Linked DNA regions of Mus musculus: all the other regions are linked to region 3. A link is a contact called in public HiChIP or PLAC-seq and promoter capture Hi-C data. All regions are on one chromosome and are shown on one strand. Each heading gives the region's core, a stretch centred on a gene start, on an enhancer-like site or on the middle of the called end of the contact. The rest is flanking DNA. Distances are from core to core; before and after follow the strand shown.

Region 1 (4,602 bases), core at 1,921-4,420, 350 kb after region 3:
CTCTGGGTCCAGGGCAGCTGAAATGGGCCCCACAGAGAAACCACTATCCCCTCCCTCCGCACCCCAGGACGGGCGGCTGCTCCAGGAGTTTAACAAGATCGAGCCCCCCCTGATCTTTGAGTGTAACCAGGCATGCTCCTGCTGGAGAAGCTGCAAGAACCGCGTGGTGCAGAGCGGCATCAAGTGAGGCGCGCGCCCCGGCACCCTGCCTCGCCTCCGCCTCCCCTCCCCTGGGGCCCTCCCAGGTGTCCCACACTCAGTGTGACTCCCTCTCCACCTCTAGGGTACGGCTGCAGCTCTACCGGACTGCCAAGATGGGCTGGGGGGTCCGAGCCTTGCAGACCATCCCCCAGGGCACGTTCATCTGCGAGTAAGTTCACTGTGAGGCCGTGGTGCATGAGGGCTCTGCTGACCCTAGAGCTCCATGTCAGGATACATGTCTCTGCTCGCCCACCGAGTGTATTTCCAAACATCATGTCCCCCCTTTACCTGCACGCTGCCTAGATGGAGCATGCCTGTGGCAGACAGATCTGTAAAGTGGAGAATAGCTTTTTCCTGTGCACTTCCTCCCCTCTGCCGTCAGACTCACCTAGGTTCTCTGTGGCCTTTAGAGCAGAGAAGCCCCTTCACCTGCTCCGAGGACCTCCCAGTTTCTCTGTTCCCTCAACTTCTCAGACACCCACTTCTCTTGGGCAATTCCTCTTCCAGCCACATGGGGCGACCTCATGACTGATGTAGCTGCGCAGAGCCTACCACCTGTTTGATAGTTCCTGGTGCACACACCTCCTAATGTCTAAGCCTGGCAACTTTCCACCCAGCCAGCCACCAGGGATGCTAATCCCCAGAACACAGGCTCACACACACACACACACACACACACACACACACACACGTCATCTCCCACCATGCCTGCTCAGGTCTTGCAGGCTCCACCTGTACAGAGCCTCCCACCTGCCTGTCTACAGCTGCACAGCGACCCCTAGTGGCTGGACCATGTCCTGCATCTCTCCCCTGGGCTCTGAGAACTGAGTGGGAAGGTGGGGCCGGGAGCCCTGCTCACTGTTCATGCAGAACTGAAGTTTCCGTCCAACAGGTATGTAGGAGAGCTGATCTCTGATGCCGAGGCTGATGTGAGAGAGGATGATTCTTACCTCTTCGATTTAGATAACAAGGTGGGATGCAGCACCTCTGCCCTCAACTACCAAAGGCTGCTTTGTGCAGCCACCTGTAACATCTGGGACTGGAAGCCTGGGTGGAGGGACTGGGTGTCACTGCAGGAACACTAGCCAGGCAAGTGGATAGAAGTGGATATTAAGAACACTGTGTCTCCACCCCCAGGATGGCGAGGTTTACTGCATTGATGCCCGTTACTATGGCAACATCAGCCGATTCATTAACCACCTGTGTGACCCCAACATCATCCCTGTCCGGGTTTTCATGCTGCACCAAGATCTACGGTTCCCACGCATTGCCTTCTTCAGCTCCAGGGACATCCGGACTGGGGAGGAGCTGGGGTGAGGAGCCAGCCTGAGGGCACTGACCAGCCTTTGGTGTTCTTTTTTTTTTTTTTTTTTTTTTCCCGGTTTTTCGGGACAGGGTTTCTCTGTGTAGTCCTGGCTGTCCTGGAACTCACTCTGTAGACCAGGCTGGCCTCGAACTCAGAAATCTGCCTGCCTCTGCCTCCCAAGTGCTGGGATTAAAGGTGTGTGCTACCATACCCGGCTTCCTTTGGTGTTCTTAGGTGTCCCTTGGAAGGCTTGTTAAAACTGTGTAAGGCAGGAGTAGGAACATACATTCATGATCACAGCACTCAGGAGGCTGAGGCAGGAGGATCACAAAGAGTCTGGGCTACAGAGTGAGACCCTGTGTCAAAACAAAACAAGAGAAGTCCAGGTTGCCCTGGTATCACATGCCTGTCATGCTAGTGTTTGAAAGAGCTTGAAGCAGAAGTACCTACAAATTCAAGGCCAGCCTGGGCTAACTACAGAGTTCAGGACAGCCAGGCCTATGTAGAGAGACCCTATCTTAAGCAAAAAACAAGAAGGGGGATGGGGGCTAGTGTGGGTTGGCTGGATGGTTGAGTATACTAGGCCCTGGGCAGGCTGCATCCCACTTCCCGCAGAGCCTCGGGAGAGTCTGGTCACAAGGCAGGAAGGCTAGAAGCCTGCATTTATGACAGTTCTCTGGGAGTGTGAGTCAACAGAGCCAACAAGGACCTGGAGTCCATCTGCAGGAGTGGTTGGGTGGAAGAAGGTGGATCCCTCAAGAGGGCTCCTGGGCTCTATGAGATGGGTTTGAAGTGTCTAGATCCAAGGGCCAAGAGCTCCTGTGTTTCCTCTGCCAGCTTTGACTACGGTGACCGATTCTGGGACATCAAGAGCAAGTATTTCACCTGCCAGTGTGGCTCTGAGAAGTGCAAGCATTCAGCGGAGGCCATCGCCCTGGAGCAGAGCCGCCTGGCCCGGCTGGACCCCCACCCGGAGCTGCTCCCTGACCTCAGCTCCCTGCCCCCCATCAACACCTGAGGACTCTTAAAATCCAGGCCGGGCACTGCCCTTCAGACATTTCTCCATCAGAGACCCCAGTAAGGCCTGGAAGGTCGATGGCCCCTCTCCCAGAGCTGGTTTCTCACTGGGAGTGCAAGTGACTTCAGGGCTGGCCTTCCCCACTGAGCCTGGCCTCAGTTAGCTGATTGAAGTTGGGCCTCTGCCAGCTGATTTTCTGTGTTCTCAATAAATGTTGGGTTTGGTAATAAACTGTCTGGTGATTGTTTCAGGACGATGAGGACTATGGGGCTGAGGGGACAGTTGGGTAGGAAGCAAGCTGTGGCTGTGGGGTGGAAGAGAACAGCTGTGGGGCACCCACTGGCCACAGGGGTTTAAGGAAAAGCAAATCACAACCTAGAGGTTTGGGTGTGCCACAGTTGAAGTACTCTAAACAATTATGCAGTGTTTCCTTATCAAAGTGCTCCGGTTTCTTCCTGCTGCGGTCCGTAGCAGACCCGGTAAGCAGCTCCTGGGACCCAGTTCTGAGCCCTGGTACCCCTGGGCTGGTCAAGAGTTGAGATCTGAAAAAGGAACTGTAGAGGACCACAGGCAGGGGCGGGGCTGTGACGTCTGGGAGGGAGGGCGGGGCGGGCGGCAGGTGAGCGGCTAGGTCTCCGTGGCTCCAATCACTCCGGAGACTGAGCCATGGGGAGAAAGCAGAATGAGAACGAGGCTCACGGTAAGGCTAGGGGCAGAGGCCCGGGCTCTGGAGAGAGGTGGCCGGGCTCTGCAGCCATGGCAGCTGAGGTTGGATCCTGACAGAGGAACTGGAGTCCTGGGTCTCTGAGGAGCGGCTACAGGAAAACAGGAGTCAAGGAAAAGAGACAGAATCAGGTCCTGGAAGGATGGTCTGAGCCGCCAGAAAGATCTTGCATACTAAATGGAACCTGGATGAGCAGGAGTTGGGGCTGGCGTCCCTGTGTGGCCAGCGGAGTGGGGAGGTCAGGCCTGGGCTGTAGGTCCCTGAGGGCAGAGCCCTAGCAAACAAAGCCTGTGTGGTTAGGAGGCAGGTTAGGGTCCCGATGCTCTGGACTTAGAGTCCAGCAGTGTCCTGCGCTGTGGTTGCTGGGGGGGGGGGTGTCTGTCAACCCACACCCTGTGAAGAGGCAGGAGCTGAGACTCCTGTTGGGATCTGTGTGAAGAGTTGGGGAGATGGGCCTCTGAACTAATAAAGTCCTTTGAGGAGTAGGGGGCTGGAACCCCAAACTTCTGCAGTCAGCCTGCTAGGATTCCTGTGAAATGGAGGGCCTGGGACCCTGAGCTGCTGGGGTCTGCATGCTAGAGTCCCAGAGGGGGGGGGGCAGGTACCGTGGACTAAAGGAATTCTTGTGAGAATTTGGGGTGGGACCCCGAGATGCTAGGGTCTGCCTGCAAGGACCCCTGTGAGGAGTGGGGCCTAAGGTGGAGAGACAACTGACACCTGCCTTCAGGTTTCAGTTGGGAAGAAGTGTGTATGTTGGTGTATCTAGAGCACTTTAAGTAATCGGGGCCAGGGCTGTGTGGAAGGGGAGGTCTGAGGGGAAACAGGGGAGGCCTGTTTCCAGAACTGCTGAAGTAAAGGGCTGGAAATCTTTCCCCCAGATCCTGAGACTGGACGGGGAAGAGAGAGGGCTGAGGGTTGGGCCTCCTCTAGGTGGGGCTGGTGTCCCCTAGAAGACCGAGTAATAGCCAGAGCACAGAAAACTTCCTGGAACAGCCTTGGGTCAATCATTGACCCTGTGTCTGTGAGCCCGGGTGGGACAGAGTCCAAAATGCCCACAAAAGAAGATACCTGCCCCAGGCTAGCCCACCCCTCAGCTGTCCCTCAGTGCCCACCAGGACCCTGGCAGCCTGGCCCCGCCCTGCCCCGCCCCCTCCCCTGTGTACTCAAGGAGGACCAGGAACAGGACGTGGCCACAAGGCCACAACCACAGCAGCCGGCTCAGGTGTCAATCTGGCTGGCCACCCAGAGCCGTGCGGTAGCCGGAGTGGGGTGGTGGTGGTGGGGCGGTCTTCGGAGCTCCCATTGCCCTGCAGGGTTTCATAGCTTTACTATCCTTTCTTTGTCATATCCTTG
Region 2 (4,447 bases), core at 877-3,376, 390 kb after region 3:
TGTTCAAGGGAGGCCCTGGTTCAGTCTGGGCGCAGGGCTCGCAGATTACACCTTACAGCCTCTCATGTTCAGATAACTGGCAACAAAGCAATAAAAAGCCGTCCAACTTGTCAGTGCGTAGCAGCAAAGCCCTGAAAATTCAGAAGAACATTTTCAGCAGGGGAACAGCAAACACAAAGCTGATTTATGTGTTTCTAAAACCAGGATATTCCAACAAGGTCAGCTTTACAATCTGCACAGCGGGTTCATTGTGCTAACTTTACAGGCCCTAGTGACATCATACAAAGCCTTCAACAACCCCTCCACCCCGCCTTTACTGCTTTATTACCCTGAAAAGTGAGCTAACCACCCACCTTCATGTGGGCAGGACAAAGGGCTGGCTCTCATTAGATGATTAGCTCATTCAGGTCACATCTAGGTCACTTCCACCTTTGTCTGGATTCCAAGGTTAGCCCTCATCTAGGTGAGGGGATGGGGCCCCTGTGAAGTCCTCAGAGCTCACCCTGGAGAGTTAAGATGGGCACAATGAGAAACAGGAGAGCAGGGTATGTTCCTCACCAGAGCCAGTGTTGGCACACTGGGCTCAATCTCAAGAGGTTCCCCAAATGAGTCAGATTTATAGCTGACATCAAGGACAGCGTCAGAGACTCTAGTCTGTGAAATCATCACTCTCAATTGAGGGAGACCAGAACCTAGGGTACCACCCAGGGAATGTCAATCCGATAGACACAGGATGCGGTAGCCAGTGTGTGTAGTTAGGCTTCGGACTGTTGCAGAGCTATATAAAGCCAAAACTCCTGGGGACTGAAATTTAACTGCTAAAACCTTTAACGAAAAAAGGTGGCATGGGCCGGAGAGATGGCTCATAACCATGTGTAATGGGATCTGACGCCCTCTTCTGGTGTGTCTGAAGACAGCAATAGTGTACTCACAAACATCTAAATCTTAAAAAAAAAAAAAAAAAGGTGGTTGGAGCCAGGACTAAGGCCATCCTGAATTGAGAGCCCGTCTAAATACCCAAAAGCATAGTCTAAAACAGTGGCTCTCAACCTGTGTCACCAAGGAACCCTTACATAGGGGTCCCAGACAGGACAGCCTGTGTTATCACAATAGCAAACTTTAGTTATGAAGATACAAGGAAAATAAAACCGATGGTTAGGAACATCACAGCCCGAGGAACTGCATTAAAGGCCCTCAGGAAGGCTGAGACCCACTGCCGTGGACTAGCATACAGAACTTAAAGGCACAAGAAATAATCAAGGCAGCTCCTGGATCCACCATAGATTTAGAGTTAGGGAGATTAGTTAAGATCTAAAAACAAAAAGATGGCTGGGTGGTAGCTTGCTTGGAGACTGGCTAATGCAGGCAGGATATTAAGAACAAAACAAGGGCCAGTCGGTGGTGCTGTATGCATTTAATTCCAGAGAGTAGAGGCAGGCGGATCTGAGATCAGGGCTACATGGAGAAACCCTGTCTCGAATCCACCCCTTCCAAAAAGTCAAGCCAAGAGACAAGCATGCCAGTGAAACCTAAGACTAACCTTTCTTCAGGTGTAGGCAGCTGGCGTGTGTCCTCAAATCCCTACCAGAAAGCAAGACACAGAGGTAAATTACTCAGAACTCTAGGCCACTCAAAACCCACGCCACTGCCGATTTTGGACCCGGGGACGGTCAGCGCGCTGCGGTGATGGCGTCAGCGAGACACTCAGAATCACCAGAAATCATCATTACTGTCCTCTCCCCGAAACCAGCCCCTCCTCACACCGCCTACCTCTCGCCAGCATGCGCTTACCATTGTGCTACTGGGTACGGCTGGCGTGGGCCAGGAACCTGGAAGAGATCATTGAATGAGCACAGGTCGTAGAGACCCCGGCCTGCAGCCCCCACCCCGGCCTGGGTCAGTTACAAGGAGTGGCGTCACGTGGACATCAGAAACTCTAGTCTGTAAATGTGGGTCATCATACCCGGCCCCACACCGCAGAGCCCTCCCCACAGGACCCCAGGATACCTGCGGCACGAGGCGGACCCATGCCTTGCTCTCCGGAGTCCTCAGACCCTGCCCAGACCGGTGGAGAACAAAGAAGGGTGAAAACACGGCAAACCGTGTGGGCGGGTGCACAAAGAGACCCGTGTGCCGCCCGCCTCGGCCATTTATACCCACGCCTGGCCCGGGGGTCCTGACGGACATAGTCGTCTTCTCATATGCCTGACTTGATCGCGCTGACAAATGCGAAGGGAACAAAGAGGAATCATGTTTCTTACTGTCCTAAGTAGAGAATCATGTATATGACGACAATTTGATAAACTACCAATCCAAAGGAAAGAAAAAAAAAAAAGAAAGAAAGAAACAGGCAGCCTAATCGGCCAAGATTGGGTAAAGACCCTGGAGCTCCTACAGGATAGGTCAGCTCTTTGGTCTCCTTTAGGCTTATGGCTTTGCGGATTCTGTACTCATGTTTGGATCCAGTCTACCCAGGAGGACTCATATTGCCTACACCTAGCAGAAAAATCTGAATTTGCACCTCAGCTTCTGCTCTCCGTTAAAAAGAAAAAAAAAAGAAAAAAAAAAGATTACTGAGTGCTCTGCTGCATGTACACGTGCGTGCCAGAAGAGGGCATCAGATTCCCTTATACATGGTCACGAGCATTTGGTTGCTGGGAATTGAACTCAGGACTTCAGGAAAAGCAACCAGTGCTCTTAACTGGTGAGCCATCTCACCAGCCCCAACATTTTTATTTAAAGGGGGATAAAAGCCACACACACACAAACACACATCTGGCTCATAGTCTAAGATGGGTTCCAACCATGCCTACAATTACAGGCGTGACACACTACTATGTTGAGAGAGAGAGAGAGAGAGAGAGAGAGAGAGGGGGGGGGGGTCGGTTTCAAGACCGGGTTTCTCTGTGTAACCCTGACTGTCCTGGAACTTGCTCTGTAGACTAGGCTGGCCTCGAACTCACAGATATCTACTTGCCTCTGCCCTGAGTGCTGGGATTAAAGGCATACAACACCACTGGCCAGCTTTTAAGAAATATTTTTAGATTGATTGTATTTGTGTCTATGTGTGTTAGAGGAAGTTGTAAGCCACCTGGTGATAGGTGCTGGGAACTGAAGCCAGGTCCTTAGAAAGATCAGTAAGTGCTCCTGACCACTGAGCCACTGCTCCAGCCCCTTTGTCTTTTTTTTTTTTTTTGAGACAGCAATTCTGTACCATGACGGTCAACATTCCTACTTCCTTTTCCTAAATGCTGAAATTACATGTGCAAGGCACTATACGCTTCTCTATCTTCATTTTAAAATACATTTTAGCCAGAAGCAGTGGTGCACAACTTTAATCCTAGCACTTGAGAGGCAGGGGCAGGTAGATCTCTTTGAGTTCAAGGCCAGCCTGGGCTACGCAGTGATGAGATAGTGCCTCAGAACATAACTAAAATTTAAAATCTAAGAATCCTATAGTAGCCGGGCAGTGGTGGCACATGCCTTTAATCCCAGTACTTGGGAGGCAGAGGCAGGCAGATTTCTGAGTTCAAGGCCAGCCTGGTCTACAGAGTTAGTTCCAGGACAGCCAGGGCTACACAGAGAAACCCTGTCTCAAAAAACAAAACAAAACAAAAAACAAACAAAAACAAAAACAAATAAAAGAATCCTATAGTAATTATGTGTTCGATAAGTCTCTCAGTTCCTAGGCCCAAGTTCCACCTGGGAGGGTTATAGGAAGAGACTCTTCAGTTCCAAACTGAGTGCACGTTAGCCAGAAATGACCTCTAACAGTGTAAAATGGCTTACGAATTAACTGCTTCTCTAATGAGCATAATTGCCTTGGCCTCTATTAAACTATTACTGAAGACTTCTTTTTTTTTTTTTTAAACGCAGATGTAGTACAATATAATAGTAACTGGTTGAAAGTAGTACATGCTAACAGACAATATGATACACAAACAGGGTGGCAGTAGACAGGAAAGGGCAGAGGCCACGGCCTACACCAAGAGCCTTTCAATAGACTGCTGAATGGACTGGATCTGCTGCTTTAGTTGAGAGCCTTCTTTGATGGTAACAGAACAGGCGATGACTGGCCTGGAGATGCCACACGCCCCGTCCTAAAGCCTGCTTGGAGCGCACAAATACATAGGGGACATTCTTGTCTTCTCACAGCAGAGGGAGGTGCAGGATGATCCCCAAGGGCTCAGCGTCTGCTGCCATCACAGTGAACTCAGAGATGCCTCTGTTGGGGGTTTTGGTGGCTTCATTGGCTCCTTTCCGAAGCTGCTTGTAGTTACATGACTGTTGAACAAGGCCCAGCAGCTTCTTGGTGAGGTGGGCATCTGCGAGGGGATAGGCCTTCGGAGTCACATCAGTCTCTGTCATGGCTGCGGTGTGCCGGCCTCGCCGCGACTCGACGACAGCCCACCTCAAGAGGGACTGAAAAACTACTGAAGACATCTTT
Region 3 (4,188 bases), core at 295-2,794:
AGCAGGAGCATCAGGAGTTCAAGGTCATCCTCACCAACACAGCAAGTTCAAGGCCAGCCTGGTGGGGGTGGGGGCACACTGTCAGTGTTCCTAGCAGGCAGATCCTACTGCAGGCAGCTTCCAGGACTGCTCGAGGCTGAGCAACCTGCTCCTGCAGACAGCTCCTCCACCCTGGGCCGTACCTAGAGCTTGCAGAGCTCCAAGAATGGCTGACTCCAAAGCTGTGCTGGGTCCTCAGGGAGAGTGAGCCCTGGGCATTATAGCACACACTGTAATCCCAGCACTTAGGAGACTGGGGCAGGATGCTCGTGAGTTTGAGGCTAGCCTCCACTACCTGGTGAGTTCCAGGCCAGCCTGGGCTACAGAATGAGACCTTGTCCAAAGTTGAGGTTTTTTTGTTTTTTTTGTGTTTTTGTTTTTTATTTGGTTGGTTGGTTGGGTTTGTTTGTTTGCTTGCTTGCTTTTAATAAAGATAAAAGGAGGTAGCATGAACTTTTGGGGGTAATGAATTCCCTTTATGGTTGTCTTTTTTTATAGATGACTTAAATTTTATGTCTTGACTAACATCTTGACTGTACCCCAGCATCCTTTGTGGAGGAGAGAGGTAGAGGTGGATGAAATAGAGTGTCCCTTTGTTATTGGTAATGACAATATTTTACATTCCTCTCTGAAGGAAGGCCAAGCCTCCAGACTCGTGGTAAAGTATCAGTGTAGAACACGGGAAGCCTGGGTTCCGTCTCCACTCGGAGGAGGGCCCAGCGTCCTGTCCACTCCCCAGGAAAAAGCCAGGCATGGAGTCATGTGCCTGTAACCTCAGCACCCAGGTGGCAGCTGCAGAAGGATCCCACAGGTTCCAGGCCAGCCAGGACGATTCGCACAGCCAGGATGTTGCGCACAGTGAGATCTTGTCTCAAAATACCTTTTTAAAAAACTAACACCCCGGGCTGGTGAGATGGCTCAGTGGGTAAGAGCACCCGACTGCTCTTCCGAAGGTCAAGCCACCACATGGTGGCTCACAACCATCCGTAACAAGATCTGATTCTCTCTTCTGGAGTGTCTGAGGACAGCTACAGTGTACTTACATATAATAAATAAATAAATAAATAAATAAATCTTTAAAAAAAAAAAAAAAAACTAACACCCCCAGAAAGAGCCAAGGAAAGGTCTAAAGATCCCCTGGGTTTGCCAAAGTGACCGGTTTCAGTTCAAGACACGTTGCTGCTCCTTTGAAAAGAGGGTGTGTCACACCAGAAACTGAGAATCCTCCCCTTGTCCCAACACCTCTGTCTAAGACCTGCCCTTCCTGGGTCACAGTAGCATTCCCTTGCCACTCCCAGTCCTGTGAAAAGGAAGCCGTATTGACCATTAAAATGACAGGAACTCCCCCATTTGGCTGACCCCCCACCCTGGGCCCTAAGAGCAAACCAGCTCCCCTCCCGGCCAGCCACGCCCCTCTCTTACTCTCCCTTGTCTTCCTTCACACACACACCAACCTCTCGCTCCCCCCACCCCCCATCAGTAGGGTGTCCAGGACATTGTGTGACTCAGGAAACAGCTCAGACTGAGGCGTGCAGCAGGCTCAGGAGGAAGAAGGGCGGTAGAGGCAGAGGAGGTGGCCTTGCCTGGCCACAAGGGCTCTGAGGGTCCCTGCCTGAAGAGGGAGAGGAGATCCGGGCCAGGGGCAGGCGCTCTGGAATGCAGCCCCAGTTGCTGCTGCTGCTGCTCTTGCCACTCAATTTCCCTGTCATCCTGACCAGAGGTGAGGGGGTGGGGGCATATCTCTCTTGGGGAGATGCTTGGTGAGGTCAGGGAAGAAAGCCAAGTCCCAGGCTCTGAAAGGACACTGGAGGGAGGAGATTCTGTCCCCTCTAATGGGGACAACCTGCAGGGAGGGCTGACTGACTCCGGGGCTACAGGAGACCCAGGTTTGTGCCTGGTGCTAGGGGTGGTGCCTGCTGTTGGGTGGGAAGGAGGGTGTCCATGCCCAGGGAGAAGCCAGCTGGTTCTGAAGTAAGAGGAACAGACAGACAAACAGGAGAAAAAATGGACTGCCTGATATGGGGAAGAGAGGAGTGAGAAGCAAGAGATGGAGACAGAGAAGAGCCCACCGGCTCCCTTTCTGTCCAGATGTCCCCAACCCCAGTGGCTCATTGCTGGCCTTTCCTGAAGGAAATCCCTTAGGTGTCTCAGCCATTCACATCCCAGGAGCGCTCTTGGCTCCCTCCTAAGCCCTGTTGCCCTGCTTCCGGGGGATGGAGCTGGGCTGAACTTGGGAGACTGGAGAATAAACAGGAAAGGGGTGGGAAGAATAACAAGCTATGAATGGAAGGCCTGGGACAAGGCTGGGACAAGGGGACCCTGTGGAGACTGGGACTGGGGTGTGAAGGAGAGAGAGAGAATGATAGAGCACCATGCACCTGGGTAACATGGGGTGGGGGAGTGCTGAGCTGCTGGTCAGTGGCCTGTAAGGAGGACCTGGTGGAGGAAGGGCAAGCCATCTGGAGACCCTTGGACCCTGGGCTCCATCTCATCTTCCAGTCTCTTCTCCAGAGCTTCTGTGTGGAGGATCCCCAGAGCCCTGTGCCAACGGAGGCACCTGCCTGAGGCTATCTCGGGGACAAGGGATCTGCCAGTGAGTGTGCATCATAGGAGCGGGACCTGGGGAGACAGGACGGGGAGGAGGAGGGGGAATCACTGGCCTGAAATGTCCCTCTACCCCTAGGTGTGCCCCTGGATTTCTGGGTGAGACTTGCCAGTTTCCTGACCCCTGCAGGGATACCCAACTCTGCAAGAATGGTGGCAGCTGCCAAGCCCTGCTCCCCACACCCCCAAGCTCCCGTAGTCCTACTTCTCCACTGACCCCTCACTTCTCCTGCACCTGCCCCTCTGGCTTCACCGGTGATCGATGCCAAACCCATCTGGAAGAGCTCTGTCCACCTTCTTTCTGTTCCAACGGGGGTCACTGCTATGTTCAGGCCTCAGGCCGCCCACAGTGCTCCTGCGAGCCTGGGTGGACAGGTAAGTACAATCAGGAGGAGCCTGTAAGTCATTCTTGTTGCTGTGACTCAACTCCCCACAATGGCAGTAGCTGCCTGAAGGAAGGAAGGCTTTATCCAGGCTCAAGGTCTGAGGGTTCAGCATCCTGGTAGGGAAGTCCTGGTAGAGGTGACAGCCTAATATTGAACAGAAACCCAAAGCTGCCAGATCATACAAGATTTACAGTCAAGAGCAGAGAGAACGGCAACACCCTTGCTTGCTTGGTCTCATCTAGCGTTCTCCTGCCATGCATAGTTTGAGACCCTCACCTAGGGAATGATGCCACGCATAGGGAATGGTGCTGCCCACAGTGGGCTGAGCCCTTCTGCATCAATTATCAGTCTAGAGGATCCCAAAGACAAGCCCACAGGGCAACCTGACCTAGGCAATTCCTCAACTGAGGCTTTCTTCTCCGGTGATCTGGGTTGTGGCAAATTGGTAGACACAACTAACTAGCACACAGACGTAGATAAGTGCTGGTACACGGCTTGCTTGCTTTTTATGCAAGTCCGGAACAGCAATACGGGAATAGTGCTGCCCACATTCAGAGTAGCTTTCCCCACTTCAATTTTCCCAATCTGTAAACTCCCTCAAAGACATACCTTCTGGCCACTGCAGGTGTTGGGCACACATGTGGTGCACAGACATACAGACATATGCAAAACACTCGTAAACATGTAAAAAAAATCTGTAAAATGGAAAAAAGTAAAGAACGGGACAGTCGGGCCAGCAAGACTGCTCCGTAGGTAGCACCTGCTTCCAACCCTGGCAACCTGAGTTCAATTGTGGGATCCACACAATACCATGGAAGGAGAGAAACAAAAGAGTAGAAAGCAGGGCTGGAGGTGGTAGCTGAGCTGGCAGAGTGTTAGCCCAGCATGCATGGATGCCAGCATTTGATGCAATGGTGCATTATTCAGCTGCAGAGGCTGGAACACACGCCCATACTCAAGAAGTAGATGCAGGAGGATCAGCAGCTCAAAGTCAGGCTGGGCGGTGTAGTAAATCCCAGCATTCAGGAGGCAGAGGCAGGAGCATCTCTGTGAGTTAGAGAGTAGTGTTGTCTACAGAGCAAGATCCAGAACAGCCAGGGCTATGTAGAGAGACCCTGCGTCAAAAAAGGAGAAAGAGGAGAAGTTTGAAGTCATCTTT

What was found. HiChIP or PLAC-seq counts read pairs in DNA pulled down with a chosen protein or histone mark. Capture Hi-C pulls out chosen DNA fragments and counts their contacts.
Region 1: a contact with region 3 is called in a promoter capture Hi-C map of pancreatic islet. The contact joins the promoter of Slc44a4 here to the promoter of Notch4 in region 3. A contact is called at or near these places in 3 of 39 promoter capture datasets (cranial neural crest, frontonasal cranial neural crest and hippocampal neurons), 2 of 115 datasets of contacts at active chromatin or transcription factors (bone marrow-derived macrophages and pancreatic cancer cells) and 2 of 9 other capture datasets (embryonic stem cells and pancreatic islet).
Region 2: an H3K4me3 HiChIP or PLAC-seq map of embryonic stem cells shows a contact between it and region 3, with 2.9 times the contacts expected there. The contact joins the promoter of 1110038B12Rik here to the promoter of Notch4 in region 3. A contact is called at or near these places in 1 of 484 Hi-C or Micro-C datasets (embryonic stem cells) and 3 of 115 datasets of contacts at active chromatin or transcription factors (embryonic stem cells, pancreatic cancer cells and stem cell-derived neural progenitor cells).

Annotation. Positions count from the first base shown.
Region 1 is chr17:34,911,296-34,915,897 of GRCm38.p6, forward strand. It overlaps Slc44a4 (solute carrier family 44, member 4), which reads left to right and starts at 3,171. Exons shown (of 21, transcript NM_023557.3): 1 at 3,171-3,225. The coding sequence starts at 3,192. It overlaps Ehmt2 (euchromatic histone lysine N-methyltransferase 2), which reads left to right. Exons shown (of 27, transcript NM_145830.3): 23 at 68-183; 24 at 284-370; 25 at 1,094-1,172; 26 at 1,339-1,514; 27 at 2,345-2,778. The coding sequence ends at 2,525.
Region 2 is chr17:34,950,345-34,954,791 of GRCm38.p6, forward strand. 1110038B12Rik (RIKEN cDNA 1110038B12 gene) reads right to left here and starts at 2,127. Exons shown (of 4, transcript NR_015536.1): 1 at 2,008-2,127; 2 at 1,792-1,829; 3 at 1,541-1,581; 4 at 1-131. LOC115488834 (a small nucleolar RNA gene) reads right to left here and starts at 1,731; the gene lies at 1,669-1,731. Snord52 (small nucleolar RNA, C/D box 52) reads right to left here and starts at 664; the gene lies at 606-664. It also overlaps the pseudogene Gm8696.
Region 3 is chr17:34,562,751-34,566,938 of GRCm38.p6, forward strand. Notch4 (notch 4) reads left to right here and starts at 1,545. Exons shown (of 30, transcript NM_010929.2): 1 at 1,545-1,759; 2 at 2,551-2,632; 3 at 2,723-3,018. The coding sequence starts at 1,696.